2 separate regions of the Bicyclus anynana genome follow, and region 2 is linked to region 1. The links are chromatin contacts, called in public Hi-C maps. All regions are on one chromosome and are shown on one strand. The core of a region is the stretch at or near the end of the contact, and the rest is flanking DNA. Distances in the headings are between cores, read along the strand shown.

What was found. Hi-C and Micro-C count contacts between places; a contact is called where the count stands out from the background.
Region 2: a Hi-C map of whole larva shows a contact between it and region 1, with 4 times the contacts expected there. The contact joins the promoter of LOC112055509 here to the enhancer-like site in region 1. A contact is called at or near these places in 2 of 2 Hi-C or Micro-C datasets (whole body and whole larva).

What each region holds. Positions count from the first base shown.
Region 1 is chr1:11,057,806-11,060,505 of ilBicAnyn1.1, forward strand. It overlaps LOC112055509 (myosin-IIIb), which reads right to left. Exons shown (of 23, transcript XM_024095650.2): 2 at 772-961. The coding sequence starts at 936. Among protein-coding and RNA genes, the nearest start is that of LOC112051919, 12 kb to the left of the region's middle. Within about 2 kb of position 1,301, at least 5 of the 8 cell types and tissues checked have open chromatin away from gene starts, as enhancers often do.
Region 2 is chr1:11,104,725-11,107,424 of ilBicAnyn1.1, forward strand. LOC112055509 (myosin-IIIb) reads right to left here and starts at 1,380. Exons shown (of 23, transcript XM_024095650.2): 1 at 1,188-1,380.

The DNA.
Region 1 (2,700 bases), core at 51-2,550:
TTTATTGTTCGCAAAATATGGACTAGTAGGTATTTAAATTAGATAATCAGTTGTTTATGCTGTCGCTGTTTACATATTTAGTACAGAAATTAATATTAGAATAGTTCTAATATTTAAAAAATCATATTAAACATATGCGTCAGATATGAGTATAGTTTTATGCATTCATGGAATTTAGTTTTGATATTACAAGTATTCCATTGAATGCTGATAATAATAAAGTGAATCATCTATTGGTATTACATTTTATTGTGAAGTTTATAAAGTAAGTTGCAAGCTTATAATATTGGTAAGTTCCCTTTCAGGGAAATCGAGATCAATCACCAGTACACACTTCACTTTTCGGTGTGCGTTTTAAGTAGTTAAATAACAACACAGCAACGGTGTGAATAACTACGGAGGAAACCTGAGCATCTACATAGGAATATTACAAATGCAAAAAGTAAGTCTGTCTATCTATTAACTTTTCTCGGCTAAACCACAGAACCGTTTTGGATGAAACTTAGTTTAGAGATAAAATTAATCATGGAGCAGCACAGGCTACTTTAAATCCTAGACAAATTTATGATTTCCGTGTAATTTGTACAAAATTAAATACGTTAATATATTTTTTATAATAAGTTAATAAAAAAGTTTTTCATAACAGGTATATTCAAATGTGTAAGAAGTATACTAATCCACCTTTCTTATTCTAGGAAGAAGACCGCTGCCTTGTAATTGGTTGATAATGGATTGATGATCTTAATTATTATGGAGGAAAGATGACTATACCTTAACAGCAACCCGTCGGCCAGTCTTTTTGTCCTTAGCGCAGTACACTTCGCCGTATGTACCTTCGCCTATCAGCTCTTGCAGCGTGAATCGATCCTGAGGGTCCGCAGCGCGGTCCAACTCGACATGCTGGGACAGCCCTCGGTACGCCATGTCGCTGCGCATGGCTTACGCTTTACATTGATTACACCTGGAATAGAAAAGAAAGGAAATCATAACGGAGATATATTAGGCACTTGATGGTAGATCAAAGCTGTTTCTGTATTCACGCGTTCGCGCGTGTAATTATGGGTCTAATTTCGATGTTATTCTAGCCGACATATTTTAGCGATCCTTAGACGTATGAATGCATTGCCATCTTTTAAGTAATGCTGGCTGGTATCCGAAAACATATATAAGTAAAAAAAATGATCGGGACTGATTTTATTGGTCGTGCTGTTACTGAACTCCCGGCCGCTATACCACTACGTACAACCCGATACGGGCAAACGGGTTTTTTGGCTGCTGGGTTTCCCCTCTGGCCCAGTTCACTCCTTAGTTAACCTGCACTCCTAGACTCTTCCGGGAGATCTATATTAATATCAGGCTTAGTGTGGACAAGGGCCACACAGCACCAGGACTCCCGACCACAAACCATCCTCCGAACCCGACCTCCGAGTAGCCGAATTACAGGAGTTTCACCCACGTGGTTCGAGTTCCCGTAGGAATACGGGGATAACATATAGCCTTCCTTGATCAATGGGCTATCTAACACTGAATTTTTTTTTAAATCGAACTAGTAGTTCCTGAGATTAGCGCGTTTAAGCAAACAAACAAACTCCTCTGCTTTATAATATTAGAAAAGATGTATTAGAATATTCGTAAATGGATCTATGGTGGGTTGCAAGTGTACAAGAATGTGTACAGTATTCAAATTTTATCTAGTGCCGGCATTACTCTTATAATTGAACTAGCTGACGACGCGCGGTTTCACCCGCATGGTTTCCGTTCTTCTAGGAATACGGGGATAATATATAGCTATCTAACACTGAAAGATTTTTTCAAATCGGACCAGTAGTTCCTGAGATTAGCACGTTCAAACAAACAAACTCTTCAGCTTTATAATATTAGTATAGATATAGGTATGCTCTTACAAAGTCCACGAGGTGAGTATTATACAATTGCATAGACGAGTAACATTGTAATTTGAATACAAATATTATTATTTTTCCTTAACACATGACACAGTTATCAAATGCAAGCCAAAGGTTTCTTCCGTTATGTCAGCATTATGTGCAATGCAATGTTATTATTGTTAATAACGACTTATGGAATGGTTGCGAAAAGGCAAGAGTTCCCAGTGTCATTTCTGGTTAGGTTACGTAGTTACTTACGTACGATTTGAACTTTTTTTATAATAATAATTGAACAACGAAAAAGCTTCACCTAATATTTAGTAGAAAACTATACTAATCCGGGGCATGCACCTCCAACTTTTCAGTTGTGTGCATTTTAAGAAATTAAATATCACGTGTCACAAACGGTGAAGGAAAACATCGTGAGGAAACCTGCATACCAATGAATTTGCTCAATTCTCTGCGTGTGTGAAGTATGGAAATCCGCATTGGGCCAGCACGGCGGATTATTGGCCTAACCCCTCTCATTCTGAGAGGAGACTCGAGCACAGCAGTGAGCCAAATATGGGTTGATAATATTTTAATAGAGATTCAATAGAACAATTAATATAATTCATTAGTCAAGAGAAATACGGTCCAAAAATGTTATTGCTCCTCAGAGAAAAATGTATAACATTCATAATTTACCAAGAAAGTATATACAGGATGCTGCATGTAAAGTGATTTTTTATCATTATGTAGATTATGCAAATTTATAATAAAAACACTCATTAGCATGTGACTCCGTTTTATGTGCGATTTCTATAAAAATGGA
Region 2 (2,700 bases), core at 130-2,629, 47 kb after region 1:
GTCGCCGCATGCGGCACCTTAAAGTTTTAAATCTGAAAAGGAAAATGCCCATCCCCGGCCCAGGCCTACCCTTATCCTACCCCGCAACTTATTTATATCTAATAAAATCTTGATAGTTCTACTATTATAATGAAATCATTACTTTATCAAAAAAAAGTTTGCTACAACTTTTTACGACATTTTCGATACATCATTAATTTGCCCCCTGAGTATTACGATATTTTTTGAAGACTTATGATTGGTTTGTTTGTTCGTTTTCTTGTTTGTAAAGCTTTTTGGGAACAGAAAAAAATAATACAGCTTCAAATGTTATTTCGCTGCTTTGGTACACCGGCGAATATTTTGCTTTATGAGAGTGATAAAAAAATAGATATTTTTTTTATACTTCATATTATCATCTCCATATACTTTTATTACGTATTACCTGTGTTCTCTGGGCCGACGTTGTATTGGCCGGTGGGCATTTCCCTATATATTGATATTGTGATACTTGTTTTCTTCTTTCAGTTTATTACGCTTAAGTAGTCGGGTTTTTTATAATAAAACTTTTGCTTTTGTACGGTGATGCAATATAACAATTTAGGTACCTATGTAAGTATTTGGCTGCACTTCAATGCAGCTTCTATAACGGAAGTTACTTGAACGCATCGAGCAGGTAGGTGCATAAATACCTACCCACTTGCAATAAAAAGCACGCTGTATCTACTTTAAGTTTTTTATAACTCTGCGGTTGTAATCAAGGTCATCGTTGCATTATATTAAAAAAATGCAATTGCATGGAGTATGGTCTTGGTAGGAATAAAATAAACCATCTAATATGTACGTAGGTAAAGTATTTTTTTTTAATTATCCGCATTACCGAATTTTGATTTTTTAATGAAACATTTTGGTTTACTTTCATAGTTACTAACTAAAACAATAATAGGTACGTTAAGGTAACTAAGTCACTCAATAAATGTAGGTAGTTTGTGGAAAAACACGTGAAAACCACGAAAAATATTGAGCGCCGAATAATACCTACTTACATGCAATCAGAAAACTACAACAAGATAAGTAATTTTGAAAATAAAAAGCTGAATATTCAAAAATTAATATCACACAGCATTATAACATTAATAAGAACCGATGTTTATAAGGAAAAATGTCATGGAATTTATTGGAAAACAATAACATACTCAATTACTCACCGACAGTTACGGAACACCTTAAATTCAACGTCCAATTGATGAAATCGATAGTTAACAACGACACAGAATAATCAAGACACCCAAACACTGTCCAAAACAGAATCGCAACGTATTTACGATGCCGGCATTTGTAACGGAGACCGAGTGAGCGACACGACAGAGCGAACTCAGAATTCACGGACATGTGAAATCAGCTGTAGCTGCGACTATGGCTAACGGAACGTTCCCCCCTTTCCCCCCCGACACTGCCGCATAGCAGATAAGATTATGTTTATTTACTTACGGATAAACTAGCAAAAATTCTAAATTGTTAGCCGTGGGAAACACGAGTACGTAGGTACTTGGCTTGTTTTTAGTTACTATCTCACTCAATTTTATTCGTATTTCGTGATATTGTGATAATAAGATTTCAATTTTCAAACAGTAAGTAAATTGTTTTAAGATTATGCTCATTCAATATCGATATGTGCTATCGCTATTGATGATAATGTAATTTTATAGCAAAGCGGTTTTATAGTGACATTTGTGGTAAATTATTTACTGTATTTATCTATGTTATTTTTTTTTGTCCACACACAAGTATTAAGAGAAACAAACAGAATATACAAAAATCTATATGGTCGTGGACAAAAAAGTATCCACCTCAGCAATATCTCATCATAACCGATATACCAAAGGTATATCAATAATCTAAGTTTTAATATTTAGGATTACTAGATGTATAACACCCAAAATAATGACTAATGCCTGCTTCTATTTCATACTTACCTATAATGCATATTATTTTAGACATTACTTTACAGAATTGTTTTTTATCCCACACTCGAGTCTAAATCTATACCTATGCTATTAGATAGAGGTCTATTTCAATTTAGTTTGAAAACTGCATGAAAATTCTTTCGGGTTTTTCAGCCGTACGGACTTAAATAGAAGAATCGAATTGTACTTAGTTAGATTCTTCATTTGGATTTTCTTTTTATTTTATATAAAAACTTTTTAATACAATTTAATGCATGATATGATTAAAAAAACTTGTCTGACAATAACTTAGGGAAAAGTTGTCGTGGTGTCGTACCTATAAGGTCAACATTTATTGCATCATAAGTAAAATATGCAACAAACATGAGTCACTAGCACCGATGACCGACCGCTTCCAAAGTTTCAAAGAGATAAAAACATTGATCATAATATAGACTCATTATGCTAATATGGTTACCTACTCATCATTATCTATACAAATATTATAAATAGGAAAGATTTAACTGTATGTTTGTCTTATGCCTAACTTTATTTATAGTCATGACACAATACTCGTAAGTGTTCTTTTATTAAAAAAAAATATGGAAATGCCGCCGTTATAAAAGGGTCTATACTATAATTGTATCTTGGTATTATTTCTTATCCAAATAAATTACTTCAGATTCAAGACTGCTTCAATACCTTTATTATCCGACTGCGTCAGAAGGAGGGTAATGTATTTCAACTTATTGAATTGTTCAATTCGTACATTACA